3 separate regions of the Mus musculus genome follow, and regions 2 and 3 are each linked to region 1. Evidence: chromatin contacts called from public HiCAR-type and HiChIP or PLAC-seq data. All regions are on one chromosome and are shown on one strand. Each heading gives the region's core, a stretch centred on a gene start, on an enhancer-like site or on the middle of the called end of the contact. The rest is flanking DNA. Distances are from core to core; before and after follow the strand shown.

Region 1 (3,790 bases), core at 580-3,079:
CAAGGAACTCCACATAAAACCAGAGACAGTGAAACTTATAGAGGAGAAAGTGGGGAAAAGCCTCGAAGATATGGGCACAGGGGAAAAATTCCTGAATAGAAAAGCAATGGCTTGTGCTGTAAGATCGAGAATCGACAAATGGGACCTCATAAAATTGCAAAGCTTCTGTAAGGCAAAAGACACTGTCAATAAGACAAAAAGGCCACCAACAGATTGGGAAAGGATCTTTACCTATCCTAAATCAGATAGGGGACTAATATCCAATATATATAAAGAAATCAAGAAGGTAGACTCCAGAAAATCAAATAACCCCATTAAAAAAAGGGGCTCAGAGCTAAACAATTCTCACCTAAGGAATACCGAATGGCTGAGAAGCACCTGAAAAAATGTTCAGCATCCTTAATCATCAGGGAAATGCAAATCAAAACAACCCTGAGATTCCATCTCACACCAGTCAGAATGGCTAAGATCAAAAACTCAGGTGACAGCAGATGCTGGCGAAAATGTGGAGAAAGAGGAACACTCCTCCATTGTTGGTGGGATTGCAAGCCTGTACAACCACTCTGGAAATCAGTCTGGCCGTTCCTCAGAAAATTGGACATAGTACTACTGGAGGATCCCACAATACCTCTCCTGGGCATATATCCATTAGATGTTCCAACCGGTAAGAAGGACACATGCTCAACTATGTTCATAGCAGCCTTACTTGTAATAGCCAGAAGCTGGAAAGAACCCAGATGTCCCTCAACAGAGGAATGGAAACAGAAAATGTGGTACATTTACATAATGGAGTACTACTCAGCTATTAAAAAGAATGAATTTATGAAATTCCTAGGCAAATGGATGGACCTGGAGGGCATCATCCTGAGTGAGGTAACCCAATCACAAAGGAACTCACATGATATGTACTCACTGATAAGTGGATATTAGCCCAGAAACTTAGAATGCCCAAGATATAAGATAGAATTTGCAAAACACATGAAACTCAAGAAGAACAAAGACCAAAGTGTGGACACTTTGCCCCTTCTTAGAATTGGGAACAAAACACCTATGGAAGGAGTTACAGAGACAAAGTTTGGAGTTGAGATGAAAGGATGGACCATCTAGAGACTGCCATACCCGGGGATCCATCCCATAATCAGCCTCCAAATGCTGACACCATTGCATACACTAGCAAGATTTTGCTGAAAGGACCCTGATATAGCTGTCTCTTGTGAGACTATGCCGAGGCCTAGCAAACACAGAAGTGGATGCTCACAGTCAGCTATTGGATGGATCACAGGAGGAGCTAGAGAAAGTACCCAAGGAGCTAAAGGGATCTGCAACCCTATAGGTGGAACAACAATATGAACTAACCAGTACACCCCAGAGCTCTTGAATCTAGCTGCATATGTATCAAAAGATGGCCTAGTCGGCCATCATTGGAAAGAGAGGCCCATTGGTCTTGCAAACTTTATATGCCCCAGTACAGGGGAACACCTGGGCCAAGAAGTGGGAGTGGGTGGGTAGGGGAGTGGGGGGGGTATGGGAGACTTTTGGGATAGCATTGGAAATGTAAATGAAGAAAATACCTAATAAAAAGAATAATAATAAAAAAAATTTTTTAATAATAAAAGAAATAAATCAATAAAATCTCCAAAGAAAAGAGAAAGTTTTACTTGGACACAAGAGAAGCTCACTTGTTTGTGTATTTACTAAGAAGGCATCCACTGGTAGCCAGGGCGGAGCACCTCTGATAACAAAGACAAAAGTATCTATCAGGGTCCATTAGAGAGAAGTGAGCCAAGACAGCCCAGGTCTTAGTAATGCACAGCAGGAGTCAATGCCCCGCCCCACTCTGAGCATCAACGTACCTTAGACTTGCAGATGTCTTCCTCAAGCTCAGCCTTACATGCCAAGGCGGTCCCAGGCTTCAACTTAGGTGACAAATATCTTTAAACAAACAAACAAACAAAAATTTAAAGTTTACTAAAACTTAGATGTTTTGAAAAAAATCCAATATGGTAAAAGGTTGATGAACCATTTTTGCTTGCTATCTTACTGGAACATCTCCAGGTCTCCGGTCAACTCTAAGATAATATTTGAAACCCTGAGTTTTCCAAGACTGCCTGGCTAGCACACAGGAGGCATGAGCTTTGGGGTTTAGCACTGTATTTTAGTGTAAAAACAGAAAGGGAAGAAAAGGTCATTTTAATATCTTATAATTCTTGAAAAGAGTTTAAAGGTTGATAGGATCAAACAATGGAAGGCCATAAAGTTTCTCAAAATTCACAAAAATATCATTTTAGGCTAGGCAGTGGTGACTCACATCTTTAATCCCAGTACTCAGGAGACAGAGCACTCCCCAGTTCAAGGCCAGCTTGAGTTCCAGGACAGCCAGGGCTACACAGAGAAACGATCTCAAAAATAAACAAACAACAAGTCATTATTCTAAGAGGAGGCTATTTTGTCTTACCAGAAAATTTGGCTATTATTTTTTCTTTTATTTTAAGAAAATGGCTTTATTGTTTCTGTCAGCAGGGACCCAGGTTCTCATGCATGTTAACAGCTATTTGTTATTACTTCAATTCTCTCCCATGGTAAAAAAGGCTTATTGGTGGCAGTTAGTACAAACCAAGAGCTGACATGTTACATATGCTCTTCTTTCAACTCCATGAATCATGGAGGCATCTGACATCCTAACATTTAGATGAGAGGATTTCATTATCCTCCTCTGACAAAGCAATTTCTCCACTCGAACTCTGCATGAAGCAGCTCTTGAGGTCCTCCTGGCAATCTGAAACGTCAAAGGCTCAACAGCATCCCACCTCACTCACTGCTACAGACTGCAAAACATGTATTTCTACAGTCTAGCCTCCACCTCCTTTTAAATGTGTAGCTCAGGCTGGCCTCAAACTCGTGAATCGCCTGCATCTGCCTCCTTCAGCAAATCCTACCAATGTACACTACCACAACTAGCGGCGACTCCTTTTTAGACAACGACTTACCATGTCCAGGCTGGGTTCAACCCCAAGTTCTCCTGTCTTATTATTTAGCCTTTAGAGTAAGTGTGACTGAATGTATGTCATCAATCATACCTAGTTCAAAGCATAAAGCATCCTTTTTAAAAGCAACCACAGTCCTTAGTGACTTTTTTCCTTAAAGATCTTATCAAGGAAATATATAAGAGGCATGAAAAGAAATAGTTAATAGCCAGGCAGTGGTGGTGCACTCAGGAGGTGGAGGCGCAGAGGCGCAGAGGGGCAGAGAGAAAGAGGCAGATCTGATCTCTAAATTTGTGGCTAGCCTGGTCTACAGAGTGAGTTCCCAGACAGTCAGGGATACAGAGAAAAGAGACTGTCTCAAAAAACAAACAAACAAACAAACAAACAAACAAACAAACAAAACCCCACACACCTACAAGTAACAGTATACCAAGGGACAGGATTATACATAGGAATATACATGTATATAAGCATACATATATGCATGTAATAACAATTAATGAAAAAGAGGCCATGAATTTGAAAAAAAGCAAGATGGGACATATGGGACTGTTTGGAAAGAGGTTTTCTTCCTTCTCATTTTTTTTTAAATTGAGAAAGTGTTCTATGAAAGGTCTCCAAGACAGGCTAGCCTGGTCTACAGAGTGAGTTCCAGGACAGCCAAGGCTACCCAAAGAAACCCTGACTTGAAAAAACAAATCCAAACCAAACCAAACAAACAAGAAAAAAACCAAAAAAAAAAATTAGATTTTGTTTTTTCAAGACATGTTTTCTCTGTGTTGCCTGGCTGTCCTGGAACCCAGAGA
Region 2 (3,790 bases), core at 685-3,184, 180 kb after region 1:
AGTTGCAGGAACATCTGATGTTTTCTTAATGCACTCTTGCTTTTAATAAGAGGGGTTTGAAGAAACTGGAGAAATAAGTTATAAATTCCAGTGATCTCTAAAGACTCTTCACGGATTAGCCCCGCGTCCGACGTTCACCAAATGCTAAATCTCCTTCTGTATTTTAAAGCCCAAACCTGGCCAGTTAAGACATAGAGTCACCGGAACACTCCTGCCCCCTGGTGGCAATGCTCAGAACTGCATGGACAAGGCGGGAGGTGCTCGCGCTAGGGGGTTGGGGGGAGATAATATGTGGAAACCTTGAAAAGAAAACCACGAAATAAATGGTTAATTTTCTTTCTTCCCCGGTGCTTCCTGTCCATCAGTGTCCACTACACCCAGGAGGAAGTGTCAGAAGCCGTCCACCTACTCACAGGAATTGCAGTTCCTCTGTTTTATTTTTTATTTTTGATGCTTTAGTGAACTTGAAATGTGGAACATATCCATGTCTTCCTGTCATTAGGGGATATGATCAAAGTCCAAGCCTTGGGAGAGGTACGGAATCCAGCCAACAGCAATTTATATGAGCGGGCCTACGGGGGCATGGGCAAGTGAAGGGACAGGAAAAGAATTCAAGATTGAACAAAGCTGTAAATTGATTATTTGGGTTTAATTAAGGGGAAAAGCAGTTGGGTTTTGGAAGTTCCTCCAACCATGTTAGGTGGAAAGGAGCTTGAAGAATTAGGCTCAGGGGAAGGGCATTACAACTCCAACCCCGTTGGCAGGGCATTTCTCTTCTTTTAAAAGCCCAGTATTGGACTTGTATATGGGAATGGGAGAGGGAGGTAAATGAGGGAGGGACAGAAGTAACACAAAGAGTCTGGAGATGGGATTTAGGTAAACCGAAAGAGCGGGAGCCAAGTCTTCGCATTTAAATGGTGAAGCCCTACTCTAGCACAGTCCCTCTGCAGCTGGCTGCAGTCCTGGGACTTGCGTGTATGGTAGGTGATGGGAAGGGTTTAGAATCTGCTGTCAGTCTGCAAGTTGCTTTCGCAGTTAGCCCTGGATCCCATCCCGAAGGTTCTGGCTCCCCCCCCCCCCTTTTTTTGCTAGGGTATCCAGGTCGTATGTGATGGTTAGTCTTTGTTTTCAAGACAGGGTTTCTCTGTGTATCCCTGGCTGCCCTGGGATTCACTCTGTACACTAGGCTGACCTCGAACTCATTGAGACCTGCCTGCCTCATCTTTCCGAGTGCTGGGATTAAAGGCGTGTGCCACCACCGCTATGTATGATGGTTAGTTTTATTCGTCAATTTGACCCAATCTAGAATCGCCTAGGAAGGGAGTCTGAAGGCGGAGCTGCCTACATTAAGTTGGCCCTCAAGCATGTCTGAGGAATTTTCTTTTCTTTTTTCATTCTTTCTTTCTTTCTTTTTTTTTTTTTTTGTTTTGTTTTTGTTTTTTTTTTTTCGAGACAGGGTTTCTCTGTGTAGCCCTGGCTGTCCTGGAACTCACTTTGTAGATCAGGCTGGCCTCGAACTCAGAAATCTCAATAGAGGTGGAAAGACTCCCTTCCAATGTGGGCGGCACAGTTTCCTGGGCTGGGCGCCAGACAGTAAAGACTGGGCTGAGACGCGTACGTGGGTACACTTGTTCTGGTTGTCATGTGACCAGCTCTTGGAAGCCTCTGCCACCGGAACCTCCAGGGACTGTAGTGTAGTCTGAGGTTGTGAGCTAGAATAAACGAACCCCTTAGTTGTTTTTGTAAGGACACCTCATGGAAGGAATAGAGAGGAATCTAATCCAGTATGCCACAGCGCAGATGCTCCACCATTGATTTCGCGATGTCTTCCTGGCGGCCACGTGGGTTGTTTCCAGGGGCCCCCAGCCGTCCGAGTCCGCTTCTCACTCCTTTTCAGCTCAGGATCGTCTCGCTGGAGGAACGCAGTGCTTCCCCATTTTAGAATTGGAGCTCACTTCCTATTGAGCAAAGCTTCCTCCTGGTTTCAGTTCTTGCCGCGCCTTGCAGGAGAGAGCAATTTTTTCCACAGAAAGAAGAAGTAGATTAATCTGCCCCAGTCCTAAGTAAACACACCCATTTCCCGGATGGCCGCACTCTGCCTCACCCAGTAGTACTCAGGCCTAAGTGCTGCTTGGTTGTACTAATGCTTCTGGCAGCAGACAGGCCCCTCCCATGGAATCATTTACCACTGCATTACTGGCCCAGTGTATCCTCCAGTTTTCTGGGGTTACATGATTCTTGGTATCAACACTGCTCATTCCTCTGCATTCTAAATAGATAAATTTACCTTTGAGAATAAACCGGAACCTAGTCAGGGTTTCTCTGTGCAGCCCTGGCTGTCCTAGAATTCATTCTGTAGACGGCACTGCCTCCCAAGAGCTAGAATTAAAGGCGTGCACCACCACCTCCTGGCTCAACCCGGTCTCCATCTTAAAGTGTCTCGGTTGCTTTAGCCTACATCAGTCCTTCCTTCTGTGGAATCTCTAGTGACAATGCCTTCTACATGCTTAGTGCCTGCATAAAGGTGAACCTGGGAGCCACGATGTCCAAGGGTTGTGACTGTGGGACGGTTTGAATGGAAGGTTGGATCTGATAGAATTACGTTATTATGAGTGTTTCAGAGAGCCACAGTGGGATTGTGGTGGAGTTAACAGAATGATGGATTGTGGGTTTCCAAAACTGAAGAACAAAAGCCTAGCACAGTGGTTGGGGTGTGTGTGTGTGTGTGTGTGTGTGTGTGTGTGTGGTGGTGGGGGGCAGAGGGTGTGGTGCGGGGGGAGGGGGGAAGGACTGTTAGCAGAGTCTCAGTCCTACCCCTTGGCTCATGAATCCGAATCCCTGAGACAGGGATCTATCTGTGCTGTGATGACGAGTCTGACCATCCTCAAGATTGCAATCCACTAGCTTGAGTTAGAGGCTTGAAGGTCTTGTCTTGAGAAAGCAGTCTGTTTTGTACTCAGAAGTCTGAGAAGGTGTGAGACGGGTTGATAATGCCTCTCCCACTCTCTGCACTGGGCAAGCCCCAGAGAGATGACTTGGTGGACAGGGGACCAACTGCCAAGCTGATTCCAGTATGATTCATGAATCTGCCTGGAGGGAGGAGAGACCTGAGAGTGGTCTTCTGATGTTCTTCTCCATCCCCACTTTTAATTAAATATTTAATTAAATTAATTTAATTAAATTAATTAATTTTATCTTTATTAAAAATACAACTGAGCCGGGTGTGGTGGCACACGCCTTTAATCCCAGCACTCGGGAGGCAGAGGCAGGCAGATTTCTGAGTTTGAGGCCAGCCTGGTCTACAAAGTGAGCTCCAGGACAGCCAGGGCTATACAGAGAAACCCTATCTTGAAAAATAAATAAATAAATAAATAAATAAAAAATAAAGCTGTTACCCGTGCAAGAGCTGATGAGTATTCTATTAATTCAGGAGGTTTTTTTGTTTGTTTGTTTGGTTGGTTGGTTTTTCCTCAGGGATGACCAATCATACAGATGTGGATGTGATGCTGAGGCCAGAGCCTGTAGTGTTACAGGAGAAGGTGCCAGGCTTGGCAGCAGACAGGCAAAGGCCTAGGATTTGTAAGATGGGAAAGAAGAACTGTTGGGCCCTTCCCTATGGGATGACAGATTTTCAGCCTTGAGAATAAAATGAAGTCAGAGGAGGGAAAGAACTCCAAGGATAAAAAGTTGGGAAGCTATTGAGCATACATTTTGGGGGGTTTTGTTGTTGCTGTTTGTTTGTTTGTTTTTCTGGTTTTTTTTTTTGAGACAGGTTTCTCTGTGTAGTCCT
Region 3 (3,790 bases), core at 759-3,258, 140 kb before region 1:
CCTATCCCAGTATCTTTTTTTTTTTAATTTTTTTTAGACAAAGTCTTTCTATGCAATCCTGGCTGTCCTGATACTCCACTTGCAGTTGAGGCTGGCCTTGAGCTCAGAGATATCCCTATCTGTACCTCCCAAGTGCTGGAATAAAAGACATTTGGTACCACACCTGACCCAATACCTTTTTAATAGCAATCCTATTTACTTGTAGACTCTCCAACCATAAAGATTGAATAGAATATGAAGATCTATCTCTCCCTACTTCTATTTTATTCTTAGCAAACTGTTTTCTGGGTTTGCAGTTTTGCTCTTAAACTGTGTTATCCTCAAAGTTTCTCCTTCCTCAATGCCTATTCCTGGCAGTTTCTCCACAACAAACGCCTATATCCTTATTGCTTCTATAACTATCACCATCCCTATTTCAATATAGCTTTTGGCTCTCCCAACAAAAATTGTGTTTTAGTCCTCAATCATAACTAGCTATCTTGATTACGGTCAAATAGCTTTCTCCAGTTAAGGCCATCTGTTGGAGCCTGTGGCCAGCACAGGTCCCAGTTCCTAACTCACTCTACACTTACTTCTCTGCAGTTCCTTAATCATAGAATCATTACAGAAAGAAAAACCTCAAATAATCCAAACCCACTACTTCTCAAACTAAAAAAGCAACAACAGCAAAAAGCTAGACATGGTGGCATGCACCTTTAATCTTGAGGCAGAGGCCAGGAGTCTCTGTGAGTTCAAGGCCACCCTGGTCTAGATGGTTCCAGGTCAGTGGCTATACATAGTGAGATCCTGTATTAATGCCTCAGAGCCAGCACTGGTGAGGCAGAAATAGGCAGATCTCTGAGTTCAAGGCCAGCCCGGTCTACAGAGGGAGTTCCAGGACAACCAGGGCTACATAGAGACACCTTGACTTGAAGAAACAAACTCACAAGCAAGAGCAAAGAAACAAAACCAAAACACTTTAAGTCCACCAAAATTTTTAAGCCCAACTGAAAATACTTGTCTCAGCCTCCTGGGTGTCTGAATTCTAGTTGTGTATCACCACACCCAGTTTTCAAACTTTAGCTCGTTTACTGCATACGTAGTAAGATGTAGGAAGCTAACTTTATAGCATCATTGCAAACACACCTGAAACCTATTTTATAAATCCTTACTATGTGAACACAGCGGGGATTTCTATTGTAGACCAGTTGTCTGTATTTAGTTAGTTGCCATCCAACTAAACTGTCTTCACAGCCCAATAGTAAACTGGGACTCAGAGTTGGGTGGCATAATCCAACTCTGAACTTTCCGCTTACTGACGAAGACACTAGCTCAGTGGTGAACTAAGTTTCTCACCCACGGAAGTTTGCCCGTAAAATTCAAACTCTGGTCTGGTCTCACACCAGTGCGGTTTCTTCGTAAGACCTGTGCCGGGTGGGTCCCTCGCTCATTCACTCACACTTTGTACACAAACACAAGTGCAAAGCACCACCCCCAATTCCTGATCTTACATTCTCCTCCAAGTCAGCCCTCAAAGTCGCTGCTTGTCGGTGAGCGCGCCCTCGCAGCCGCTGCTTCATGGTCCCTCGGATCAATCCCCTCAGTCACTATCCATCGATCAGTCAGTCCCCGGGTAGTCACTGCTGCATACTTACTCGGTCATGGTCCCGTCGCAGCCTCTGCCTCGTGCTCTCCGAGGTCAGAGTCCCTCGCATTTACTGCTCCGGGGGTCACAGACCCCTCACAAGCGGCCACCCCTGGGTCACAGTCCTCTTGGCTGTCATTGTACCTCGGTCACAGTAGCCTCCTGCTTCACACTTTCCCTAGCTGTCACTGGCCCACTCTTCAGTCGCAGCCCCCTCACGCTCCCAGCCCGCCTTTGTCCTCGCAAAGCACCCACTACCCGGAGTTTCCTTACCTCAACTCCTCCAGGCTCCGGTCCCCCTCGGATCCCTTCCCCGCGCCGCGTCACCGACTAGCGAAGTCAAATGGGTTGCGGGGAGACGCCCGGGAAACATCTGACCGGACTGCGGACCGGAAGTCCCGCCTCCCGCCCGCCCTCTTGTCAATGCCACCTCCGCATTCCTGAAAACCACAACCTGACAGAGTAGTTCCGCTTCCAGAGGGGCCGGGCGCGTGGGGTGACTGAGCCGAAGCGCTGGAGGCAGGCGCGGGGTCGGCGGGCTCGGAATTCCGGATGTGTGGCGCCTCCTGCCGCCGGTCTCCCGGCGTCCCCTGCGCCCGCTGCCCCTCGCCTTCTCCGCAGGGCTGGGGCTCCGATGTCCGACCTCCCCGAGGACTTCGAGCCCGCCGGCTCGGTCAGGCGAGCTCGGGTCTGAGCTCATCCTCTGTCTGCCAGTTATTCGGACCTGGGTTGACTCATCAGAAAACGAGCCTAGAAATCGACCCGGGAAGTAGTGGAGCAGGAGTAGAGGCGAGGGCAAAAATGCACAGACAAGGAGGCTGTAGTCTAGGGAACGAACTTCCTACGGTGAGCTTTTGGGGGATTTTGTTTGGCCGAGTCCCCCCCCCCCACACACACACACACACAACACACTTCTAAGATTTTGTGTGTCCACGGAGGCCATAAATGGGGTGACATGTCTTGGAGCTAGAGTTAACGGGCCTTTGTGAATACCTGGGTGCTGGGACCTGAACTCTAGTGGGTTTTGTTTTTTTTGGTTTTTTGGTTTTTTGTTTTTTGTTTTTTGTTTTTTTTTTTTTCGTTTTTTCGAGACAGGGTTTCTCTGTGTAGCCCTGGCTGTCCTGGAACTCACTCTGTAGACCAGGCTGGCCTCGAACTCAGAAATCCACCTGCCTGTGCCTCCCCAGTGCTGGGATTAAAGGCGTGCACCACCACTGCCGGGCTAATTCTAGTCTTAATTGAACAGTAAGTGCTTTTAACTCTTAACCACTGAACTCTCTCTCCAGACTTTTTGAGGGGAATTAAAAGTAACTATCAGACATGGCCTTTACTGTTGCCGAGACTGGCCTGGACCTTACTATTTGTCCCATGCCGGCCTTGAATTTGCAGTGGACCTCCTGCCTCAGACTCTAGAGTGCGGTCATTAGCCGCCACACCCTGTGCAATTCTGTAGCTGTAAGGCAAGTGGGAAGAAAACTCTACAGGAGAAAGATGGGGGGGGTGGGGGTAGACTTTTATGTATTTGTTTGCATTTTTTACTTGAAGATAACTGAGAGGAAAGAGGATGGGTGAACTTGTGCATCTGCTGAGGTGCTTCTAAGGAGAAAAATGATTAAAAGCTAGCACACACACTTAAGTTCAAATAGGTATTTGGACTTGGCAGATAAAATGCCCCCAAAAAAGGACTTCGTAGCTGGAGGAGACACCAAGGGCCTCTCTGGGGAAGATGGGCATCACAAAGGTAGTAGTTTAGACTGTAGCTAACATAGAAACCTAGGAATCTTTTTATGGTGGTGGTTATTTTCTAGACAGGGTGTCTCTGTATAGAGCAGGCTAATGTATAATTCACAGAGATCCACCTGCTTCTGCCTCTTGGGTGCTGGGATTAAAGGCGTGTGACAGCACCACCTGGCTGAAACTCCTTGCTCTACTTTCATGTACACTTGAAATTTCTCAGACCCTGTCACTAAACAAAAGGGATATACCTTTAAGCAGTGAGCTGTGTAAACCATAGGGTAGTCAGCCAATAGCTGAGCACAAATAACAGGCCAGAAGAAACGAAAGCAACAGTACAAAGAAAGTAAGTTTTTATAATGGTGCAAAATTTGAAATTAGCCCCTTGATAAGGAAAGGTCAAAATTCAAATGGTATAACCTAATGATATAA

The links. HiCAR-type assays count read pairs that join an accessible place to other places. HiChIP or PLAC-seq counts read pairs in DNA pulled down with a chosen protein or histone mark.
Region 2: a HiCAR-type map of embryonic stem cells shows a contact between it and region 1, with 3 times the contacts expected there. The contact joins two enhancer-like sites. A contact is called at or near these places in 7 of 39 promoter capture datasets (the C10 cell line, the HPC-7 cell line, cranial neural crest and 4 more), 3 of 15 datasets of contacts at CTCF or cohesin (the NIH/3T3 cell line and large pre-B cells), 9 of 484 Hi-C or Micro-C datasets (the C3H10T1/2 cell line, the P5424 cell line, cerebral cortex and 4 more), 11 of 115 datasets of contacts at active chromatin or transcription factors (T-cell acute lymphoblastic leukemia, acute myeloid leukemia, craniofacial prominence and 6 more) and 3 of 9 other capture datasets (adipose tissue, liver and pancreatic islet).
Region 3: an H3K4me3 HiChIP or PLAC-seq map of embryonic stem cells shows a contact between it and region 1, with 14 read pairs. The contact joins the promoter of Pcyt1a here to the enhancer-like site in region 1. A contact is called at or near these places in 5 of 39 promoter capture datasets (the 3T3-L1 cell line, 3T3-L1-derived adipocytes, the HPC-7 cell line and 2 more), 1 of 15 datasets of contacts at CTCF or cohesin (the NIH/3T3 cell line), 1 of 484 Hi-C or Micro-C datasets (bone marrow-derived macrophages), 5 of 115 datasets of contacts at active chromatin or transcription factors (bone marrow-derived macrophages, effector CD8 T cells, embryonic stem cells and 1 more) and 3 of 9 other capture datasets (adipose tissue, liver and pancreatic islet).

Annotation. Positions count from the first base shown.
Region 1 is chr16:32,290,045-32,293,834 of GRCm38.p6, reverse strand. It overlaps Rnf168 (ring finger protein 168), which reads right to left. Exons shown (of 6, transcript NM_027355.2): 5 at 1,854-1,932. Among named protein-coding and RNA genes, the nearest start is that of Rnf168, 14 kb to the right of the region's middle. Within about 2 kb of position 1,829, at least 4 of the 459 cell types and tissues checked have an H3K27ac peak or open chromatin away from gene starts, as enhancers often do. A contact at or near this core is called in embryonic stem cells, where this site is marked.
Region 2 is chr16:32,111,920-32,115,709 of GRCm38.p6, reverse strand. No RefSeq gene overlaps it. Among named protein-coding and RNA genes, the nearest start is that of Cep19, 14 kb to the right of the region's middle. Within about 2 kb of position 1,934, at least 154 of the 459 cell types and tissues checked have an H3K27ac peak or open chromatin away from gene starts, as enhancers often do. A contact at or near this core is called in embryonic stem cells, where this site is marked.
Region 3 is chr16:32,429,139-32,432,928 of GRCm38.p6, reverse strand. Pcyt1a (phosphate cytidylyltransferase 1, choline, alpha isoform) reads right to left here and starts at 2,008. Exons shown (of 9, transcript NM_009981.4): 1 at 1,898-2,008.